Regions from separate parts of the Macaca mulatta genome. Here region 1 is linked to region 2. Evidence: chromatin contacts called from public Hi-C data. All regions are on one chromosome and are shown on one strand. Each heading gives the region's core, a stretch centred on a gene start, on an enhancer-like site or on the middle of the called end of the contact. The rest is flanking DNA. Distances are from core to core; before and after follow the strand shown.

Region 1 (5,034 bases), core at 2,306-4,805, 51 kb after region 2:
AAATTTCTCCTACCATGGCTGAAGTATTCAGGATAGAAGTTGGCGCCATGTAAACTGATGGTGAATGAATTGAACCACTGTTATTCAATTTCCCTGGGCATCTGCCTTCCTGTTTGCTCAGTTTCACCCATCACTTCTTAAAGGGCAGTGTGGTAAAGGCAATGGAGCCTATCCTGGGAGCTTGGAGATGTGTGTTCAGGAGTGCAAGGATGGTTTGATATTAGGACATTACACAATTTATCTTTTGACCTTTCCGAATATATCAATATGCAACCATGTCTATAGATACTAAAAAAACCTTTGGTAACATTCAGTAACCCTAGATGCTGAGAAAGCTTACAAAAAAAAATTCTGTAACCAGTCATTTCTAGATAAGCTGAATAAATTGAGCATATATTTATACTGAACAACAATAGTGACAATGTTAAAGAATTACTGGCCTCTTCTTGTGTTTATGTCCATATAATCAAAACCTCATATCAGGCTTTATCATAAAACACTAAAAGAATTGCCAGGCTGGGTGCAGTGGTTCACACCTGAAATCCCAGCACTTTGGGATTTCAAAGAGGGAAGCTAAAGAGGGAGAATCACTTGCACTCAGAAGTTTGAGACCAGCCTGGGCAACATAGTGATACCCCCAACTCTACAGAATATAGAAAAGCTAGCTAAGCACAGTGGTGAGCATGTGTAGACCCAGCTACTCAGGAGGCTGAGGTAGGAGGATCAATTGAACACAGGATGGCAATGCTGCAGTGAGCTGTGATGGTGCCAGCCTGGGCAAGAGACCAAGACCCTGTCTCAAAAAAAAAAAAAAAAAAAAAAAAAAAGTAAACCATATATGTGCTCATGAGCAAAAGCTAGGTGGCCCATTGCCAGAATGAAATAATAATAGGTGTTACTTATTGACAACACGTTGTGAGCTTTACTAGTTGACTGAGCTGGCACCACCACCCTATGAAGAAGGCGTTGCTCTCCCTATTTTACAGACAAGGACACTGAGATAGAGGATTTATGTCATCCCCCCAAACTCCCAGAGCTAGTTGAGGATGGAGGCAGGATTTGAATCCAGGTCCAGCCCATATTTGCAACCACTTCATTTTACTGCTGCCAAGTTTGCTCCTTTTTCCTTGCATCCTGATAACCAAATGCTCCAAGCACAGGTTGTACTGTCAGCTGAGGCTCTAGAGTCAGGGTGGCATGGAGCAGAGCCTCAGCTAATCTATAATAGGCATGTCATATTGTGGAGACAAAGGTGACTCCATCTTGGATGGTAATCTGCCTTGTTGACTTCTGATTAATCCTAGTCCTGGGAATGCCTTCTTATTTCTACTTTACTTACTGTCTCTAGTGTAAGAACATGTCAACCCTGATGTTTTCACACTAATTATAGGCTATGACACAAACAGCATTCCTTTTTTTTTTTTTTTTTTCTGAGACGGAGTCTTGCTCTGTGCCCCAGGCTGGAGTGCAGTGGCGCGATCTCGGCTCACTGCAAGCTCCGCCCCGCCGGGTTCACGCCATTCTCCTGCCTCAGCCTCCCAAGTAGCTGGGACTACAGGCGCCCGCCACCTCGCCCGGCTACTTTTCTTGTATTTTAGTAGAGATGGGGTTTCACCGTGTTAGCCAGGATGGTCTCGATCTCCTGACCTCGTGATCCGCCCGTCTCGGCCTCCCAAAGTGCTGGGATTACAGGCTTGAGCCACCGCGCCCGGCCTCACAAACAGCATTCTTGCCTGTTCTGGAGGGTTGTCTTAACCCTTGTCTTGCTAAAGCAAGTATTCCCCTTCCGTATGTGAGATAAGCCTTGGGATTAGGGAGTAACTGTGTGGAGATAGATCTGTCCTGCTGCCACCCAAGACCCCATGCTTCCCTTTGTAAGTTCCCCAAATAAATCACCCCTTACCAACGAACTGGGTTTGTCTCCCTCTTTTTTGGTTTATTGGATCCTTCCACATTTGGGGATTATTTTGCATAAATAGTCCTTATATGGAACACACATGAACAAGGAGTAAGCCTTCATCACTATAAGCCATGAAGGAGGTTGTGGGGGTGTTACTGAAGCACAACTACTTATCCTGGCGGATACAACTGTCTCCAAAGGCTTTGATGAAGCTGAAATTTGATATTAAATACAAGTTATTATCAGAACTTTGCAAGTCATTAACTGCTCTGTGCCTCAGTTTCCTCATTGTACATGGGGCAATAATAAGTACCCTCTTAATCAGGTTATGAGATTTGAATAGGTAGATAGAAGTAAAGCCATTAGAACAGTATGTGACAGATAGAAAACACCATGTAAGTGTTTGCTATTATTAAAAACGCGTTAGGCTAGGCACGGTGGCTCAAGACGGAGTCTCACTCTATCGCCAAGCCGGAGTGCAGTGGCACGATCTCGGCTCACTGAAACCTCCGCCTCCAGGGTTCAAGCGATTTTCCTGCCTCAGCCTCCATAGACGCGCGCCACCACGCCCTGATAACTTTTGTATTTTTACCAGAGACGGGGTTTCACCAACACGCCCTGCTAACTTTTGTATTTTTACTAGAGACGGGGTTTCACCGTGTTGGCCAGGATGGTCTTGATCTCTTGACCTGGTGATCTGCCCACCTCAGCCTCCCAAAGTGCTGGGATTACAGGCGTGAGCCACCGCGCGCGGCCCCAACTGTGACTATTTGCTCTTCCTTCCACCTTTTCCCACGACTGCTTTCGGAAAACACCTACTTTTCTTACAAGAACAAGTTCTTACAGCCTCTCCTGCAGTAAACTTTCTCTGATTTCCACCGAGCTCAGCCGGAGCTGGCAACTCGCTCTCCTGGGTTCGCACAGGAACATTCCAGTATCTTAGATCCTATAGGGCTATGTGCTAACCGCCGTGTTGTAATTCTTTGTAACTGTCCGTCTCTCTCGCTCCAGTCTCATCACACTATAATTTATGTAAGTCTTAATTATCTGTTTATTCCGCACTTCTCCCAGGAAATTTCCAGGAATTTGAGGAAATGTCTGGACCTGCAGCATGAAGACGTTAAAACAAACCCGTAACACTGCTCACCACTGGCCAAGCAAAAAGTATTTTGGGACCACTAGTTTGCGACCCTCAAACTTGAGTTTTTCCCAGGTGCTGCAGTCCGGCTACCAGTTCACAGGTGCGCGTGAAGTCAAGAACCTCTGACGCATCTGCGGTAGCCACGTCCCCGGCCAGCGCACAGGCGACGGTGACGTAGCGCGCACCAGGAAGAGAGTCGTCATGGCAACCAGCGTTCCGTCGCCCGGCCACGTCAGCAGGAGACTGGAGCCGGCTCCCTGCGGAGGCGCGGAGTCGAGAAAAAGAGGAGGGTGCAGTTCTCGGATATAGCGAGGCCCAGACATTAGGGCCTAGTTCCCGCGGACTTTCAACGGGGAGTAATAGCCAATGCCGCGTAGGACAGTGCGCCTGCGCAGGCTGAGTCCGTAAACTACCATTCCCAGAGTCCTTCCGGTTGCAGCCAGATCAATTTCAGAGGTTGACGCCAGTGCTCTACCTCTTCAAACCTGCTCATTCAAGGCGCACGTACTGCGCATGTGCTAAAATGGTATCTTGGCAACGGATGGCTGGAACAGAGAAGTCAAGGTTTCGACCAATCAGAAGTCGCGCTCGGCCGGGCGCGGTAGCTCGCGCCTGTAATCCCAGCATTTTGAGAGGCCGAGGAGGGCGGATAACTTGAGGTCTGGAGTTCGAGACCAGCCCGGCCAACATGGTGAAACCCCGTCTCTACTAAAAATACAAAAATTAGCTGGGCATGGTGGCACATGCCTGTAATTCCAGCTATTCCGGAGGCTGAGGCAGGAGAATAGCTTGAAACCGGGAGGCAGAGGTTGCAGTGAGCCGAGATCATGCCACTGCACTCCAACCTGGGCGACAGAGCAGGACTCCATCTCCAAAAAAAAAAAAAAAAAGTATCCGAATCTAGTATTCAGGTGCACAGAGGGTGAATAATTGCAGTTCAGATAGAGAAGAAAACCTGCGCCTTCCACATTGACCACCGCTCTTCCTGTTTAACCATCCTCGAGGGTTACACTGAGTCATGTCCTTTCAGATGCATTTCCTTCCCAGAGGAGAAATGGTTGTCCCTTCAAACCCTTACAATATGCTGTCCATCCTTTTTGAAGGTCCAAGTCACTTCTACCTTGTATTAGGATAATGGGTGTCTACAGATGAGTGGGATCTGGTCCCAGCTTTTGAGGAGCATCCAGTCAGGTAGAGAAACACAGCTGGACGCCAACTAGGGGGAGGGTCCCCAGGAAACGGACAGAGACATTGATGGATTTGTCACCAATTTTATTAATTTTCCTTTCTCCTTATCCCCAAACCACCGTCCTACTGCAGCAGGAGTTTTCGGTTTTGTCTGTATGTACAAGCCCTGGTCAGAGAGAAAAAGCCTGTAGATTAGAATGAGAATTTCAGGCTCCTCCAGATCAAAGGACCCATAACTTCCCTCCAATCTTTGGCTTGATTTGGCTCATCCAGTGATGTCATGGGTATCTGGGCAGATTTTCAGGGTTCTCTGCCAATCGGAGTTGGTGAGGAGAGAGGAGAGAAAAGTTGGGACCAGGGGTGATGGTAAAATGTGGGAACAGAAAGAGTCTAAAAAGACAAGAGGAGACACAGGCAGAAATGGAGAGAGATAAGGTAGAGACAGGGTATAGTGGAAGCAGGTATAGTGGGCTACACTGTGTCACCCACCCCAAAGATATATCCAAGTCCCAACTCCTAGTATCTGGGAATGTGACCTCAATTGGAAACACAGTCTTTGCAGATGTAATTAAGTTAAGGTGACATGAGATTTAGGATGGGCCTTACATCTAAAGACAGGTGTCCTTAGAAGAGAAAGGAGAGGGAGATTTGAGACGGACACACAGGAAACAAAGCCATGTGAAGACAGAGGCAGGGATTAGAAGGGAGCCAAGGAATGCCAGCAGCCACCAGCAGCTAGGACACAGGCATGGGGTGGATTCACTCTCAGAGGCTCCGGAAGGAACCAACTTTGCCAACCCCTTGA
Region 2 (4,812 bases), core at 1,592-4,091:
GGGAGGCCGAAGTGGGCGGATCACGTGAGGTCAGGAGTTCCAGACCAGCCTGGACACCATGGTGAAACCCCGTCTCTACCAAAAACAAAAACACACACACACACACATCAGCCGGGTGTGGTGACAGGCGCCTGTAATCCCAGTTACTTGGGAGGCTGAGGTATGAGAGTCGCTTGAACCTGGGAAGCAGAGGTTGCAGTGAGCCAAGGTCGTACTGCTGCACTCCAGCCTGGGCGACAGAGCGAGACTCAGTCTCATAAACAAACAAATACATTAAAAAAAAATGTAAGTCAGTCCCTGTCCCTCCTCTACTCAAAACCATATGGTGGATTTCATTTTAGACAGAATCAACACCAAAATTCCTACCATGGCCCAGGAGCCCCTGTATGGTCTGCCACTTCCCTGTTCCCTCTCTGACCTCTCCCACCATCTCGCCTTGCTCATGCTGAGTCAGCCACACTGGCTTTTCCCCAATTGTGACAAGAACGTTTCTTCCCCAAGACCTTTGTACCTGCTCTCCCATCTGCCTGGAACACTGTTCCCCCAAGAGTGCACACACGTCACTTCCTCATCACCTTCTTTAGCTCTCTGTTCAAATGTCACCTTCTCAGAGATCTTCTTGGACACAATTTTACTGTGTTTTTTCTTTTCTTTTTTTTGAGATGGAGGTTCGCTCTTTTGGCCCAGGCTGGAGTGCAATGGTGCAATCCTGCCTTACTGCAACCTCTGCCTCCTGGGTTCAAGTGATTCTCCTGCCTCAGCCTCCCATGTAGCTGGGATTACAGGTGTGTGCCACCACGCCTGGCTAATTTTGTATTTTTAGTAGAGATGGGGTTTCACCATGTTGGCCAGGCTGGCCTTGAACTCCTGACCTCAGGTGATCCCCCCACCTCGGCCTCCCAAAGTCCTGGGATTACAGGCTCAAGCGACCGTGCCTGGCCCTGGACACCATTTTACTAATAGCGTGTTTTATCCTCCTTACCTTGCTTTATTTTTCTTCACAGTGGTTGTCACCACCTGACATACTCTGAGTTACTAGAATGTAAGCTTCATAATGGCAGGGACTTTTCCCTGTCTGGTTTGCCACAGTATGCCCAGAGCCTCACACAGGCCTGGCACAGAGCAAATGCTGGGTCTACGTTTGCTGAGTGAATAAATTATTGTCTCCTTTGCATAAGAAAACGTGCCAAGAAGGCAGGGGGGTCCCCAGCTGTGTCACACACATTCATCTTTCAGGCAAGTCTAGACATCTAGCCAGAGACTCAAAGCTCAGGGCCAGAATTATCTAGCTGGATGGTCCTTAAAAAAGACCTGCCACTTAGAAACAGATCTCTGTAGGGGTTAAGAGGATAAACTTGGGACATTATCTGCCTGGGTTTGGATCTTGCTTCTGCCATGTATTACATGATGGTGGGCAAAAAATATATGTTATTTTTTCCCTTTGGGACAGAGTTTTGCTATGTCACCGAGGTTGGAGTGCAGTGGCACGATCTCAGCTCACTTGCAACCTCTGCTTCCTGGGTTCAAGCGATTCTCCCTGCCTCAACCTCCTGAGTAGCTGGGATTACAGGTGCATGCCACCATGCCCGGCTAATTTTTTTAGTTTTAGTAGAGACGGGGTTTCACCATGTTGGCCAGGCTGGTCTCGAACTCCTGACCCCAGGTGATCCGCCCGCCTCTGTCTCCTAAAGTGCTGCAATTACAGGCGGGAGCCACCATGCCCAGTCAAATTTTTTGGATTTTAGAACCTATTACATATTACAACACCGGCGAGATCCAGGGGCAACTCTACATAAGCAAGTATATGATTTGCACAACAAAATCTTTAAAAATTCTAAATAGTCACACATCAGTTCAGAGTGGGTATTGCCAGCAAACAAGTTCAAAGCCAGGTGAGGTTGGGCTACCAGGTAAGTTGCAAAACAGAGAAAAAGATCTTTCAGTTTTTACAACGTTTTGGATTTTAAAGTCATAGATAAAGGATTGCAGACCTGTAAATACTCTTTAACATTTCTTTTTTAGTGTCTGGCATCCCCAACCACCCTGAAAAAGTGAATTAGCTGGGCAGGATTTTTGTTTTAGACACTGCTATAATAACGTGGGCTTGAGCAGTGCCTATTAGACTAGCACCGTTCAAGCCCCGGTTATAGTAGGGTAATATCGGTTGCACGGAGCCTTCCATATAGTAAACACTCAGTAAAAGTTGATGTGCTGAAGTCACCTATGCAATGGCCAGGTCAGGACTTGAAAGCCCAAGACTCCAACCCTCAGGCCAGTCTTTATCTTAATTTATTTGACTTACTCAACAAATGTTTAGTGAACAGCTGCTATGTGTCAACTACTGTATAGTGTTCCTCCTAGAAACTTCAGGAGACAACAGCAAAAAGGCTAAAGGTCAGACCCCACCCCAACGCAGGTGGGCGGTTGCCTAGGCGACAGAGACTCCCTTCGACCCCATCCTCCATAGAAACCATGGGATGACTTAGATGCCAAGTTTGACAGCGGAGGAGCCAAAGGTGGCTTCGGAAGCTCAAGAGAAAGCCAGTGAATCCCGCGACCCGGAGCCGCTCTCATTCCGAACCCCAACCGCAGGGGCCCCCACCTCCCACAAAGGGTCGTGCTGACGTCACGGACACCCCAGCCGAGCTGCGGCTAGGGGGTCGGGGGACGTACGGCCACTCCGCCTCGGTTCCCCTCACCTCTTTACTTACGGACGGGGTTGGGATTCTAGGGTTCTGCAGCCTGACCCTTCGGATCCTCCGCAGTTACCGGGACTCACCTTCTCGGTTGCCCCGCGAAAACTTCCGCTGGGCGGAGAGCGCTGCGCGCGCATCCTGAGCCTGTGGCGTCCGCGCACGCGCCGCGGACTTCCCGACGGCCCCTGGGCTTCGCCTACCTGGGAACTCCGTTTCCCAGAGGCCTCCGCGGCAGGCCCGCCCTCTGATTCCAGACGGAATGGGGATTATTCCGTCATTGCTCATCCCCCTCCCCACCGTTCTAGCCTCTTTGAAAGGCCTTCTGGTTCTACTGCGCATGTGTCAGTGTGAAACCAATCGGAATACACCGTAAGGCATCTCTCCACCAGTCAGAGGTCACATTACCACTTCTCCCGCCTCAACTTCGCCCCTTATTTCCGCGCGTTTTCTCAGAAATCCCGTCTCAACGCGTTTCCATGGCAACCTACCGCTTGCTCTTCGGAAGAGGGGAAGACTCCCAGTCATCTAGTAAAGGCAAGAAGCTAATTAGATGATTATTTAACAAGATAAAAATCTGGACTACAAACCCTGATGCCGCCTGGTCCTGATTCTGTTTCTACTCTACTCCCAGAGTGCTAAGGCTGAAGAAGCGAGAGGATATGGGAAGGCGAACGAAGTCGCCCGCACAGCCCTCTGGGAAATAGAGTCTTGGCGCTGGCGCGGAGGATCCTGGGTGCAGCCGCTCAGAGAAGCTTCTCGCGCGCAGAAAGTTACTGCGAAGAGGCGCGTGTGCGAGGAGTTGAATCTCCCGATCTCCCGCTCCCTCGAGGCTGGGGTTGCGTCTGTTGACGCGGCCGATTACAATCCCGAGGTACGGACACGCTGGGGTTGAGGGACTTGGGGGCTCGGTCCTTCCTGAGAGGTGACGGAATGGAAGTGGGGGCGACTGCGGCAAAGGGTGCGTCGTCTTGGGCGGCGGTTGCCTGGGTGGAGGTGTGAACCGTCTTTCACAGTCTGTTAGGAAAACCGCTCAAGGGCCGGGCACAGTGGATCACTCCTGTAATCCCAGCACTTTGGGAAGCCTTGGCGGGGGATCACTTGCGGCCAGGAGTTCCTCGAGCCCCCTGTCTCTACTAAAAATACAAAAATTAGCTGAGCATGGTGGCGGGCGCCTGTAATCCCAGCCACTCGGGAGGCTGAGGCAGGAGAATCGCTTGAACCCGGGAGGCGGAGGTTGCAGTGAGCCGAGATCGCGCCTGGGTGACAGAGCGAGACTACGTCTTAAAAAAAAAGAAAGGAAGAAAAGCACCTTGGGAGGCCAAGGCGGGCGGATCGCTTGAGCCCAGGATTTCGAGGCTAGCCTGGGCCACATGGTGAAACCCTGTCTCTACAAAAAAAGAAAAAAATACAAAAATTAGCCGGGCTTGGTGGCGCGCGCCTGTAGTCGTAGCTAATTGGGAGACCGAGGTGGGAGGATTGTTTGAACCCGGGAGGCAGAGGTTGCAGTGAGCCGAGATGGCACCACTGCACTCCAGCCTGGGCGACAGAGCAAGACCCTGTCTCAAAAAGAAAAAAGAAAACCGCTAAAGGGGTTTCCAGCCCTCCCTGACGGCCCTGAGAGGAGTGATTCTGTTTTATTTTGGTTTTGGTTGGGGAAGGAGGGAAATGAGTTACCTGAAGTTGGCAGAATGAGTTACCTGAAGTTGGCGGATTTAGGCAGAATCTTGCTGGAGGATGGATGAGAGTTCTTGGGGAAGTTGAAGTACTTAACATTTTCAGTATTTGAGCACTTTCTGTGTGCCAGGCGCCCTGCTGGAGTCCCTTTCCTCTCCTGATCCCTGCAGCAGCACTGACACATAAGTGCAGGTCCCCTTGGCAACAAGGCAATCTTGGGAATCAGAATTTTTCAAATTTTAGAAAGCTAATAGGGTGTGTATTTTATAATTAGTCAGCACCCCCCCCACCCCGAGGAATCTGGGCCAGTTCTTGGTCATAAAATGTTTCTATGGGTCAAGGTGTGGATATTCACACTTAGCAGAATATTAAGACCCTACATGGCCTGTGGCGATCCAGGTGAAGTTTTGCGGTCAGTTTATAAATCAAGTTCCGTTCTTTG

The links. A called contact is a pair of places that touch in the nucleus more often than the background predicts.
Region 1: a Hi-C map of CD4 T cells shows a contact between it and region 2, with 2.1 times the contacts expected there. The contact joins the promoter of LOC106994818 here to the promoter of VRK3 in region 2. A contact is called at or near these places in 2 of 14 Hi-C or Micro-C datasets (CD4 T cells and cortical neurons).

What each region holds. Positions count from the first base shown.
Region 1 is chr19:62,533,587-62,538,620 of T2T-MMU8v2.0, forward strand. It overlaps LOC106994818, which reads right to left and starts at 3,556. Exons shown (of 7, transcript XM_077979921.1): 1 at 3,550-3,556; 2 at 3,132-3,298. The coding sequence starts at 3,556. It overlaps IZUMO2 (IZUMO family member 2), which reads right to left. Exons shown (of 7, transcript NM_001194696.1): 7 at 4,297-4,395. The coding sequence ends at 4,353.
Region 2 is chr19:62,483,460-62,488,271 of T2T-MMU8v2.0, forward strand. It overlaps VRK3 (VRK serine/threonine kinase 3), which reads right to left and starts at 2,842. Exons shown (of 13, transcript XR_013410074.1): 1 at 2,780-2,842. ZNF473 (zinc finger protein 473) reads left to right here and starts at 3,439. Exons shown (of 5, transcript NM_001260571.1): 1 at 3,439-3,567. It overlaps LOC144337265 (a long non-coding RNA gene), which reads left to right and starts at 377. Exons shown (of 2, transcript XR_013410119.1): 1 at 377-785; 2 at 1,571-3,326.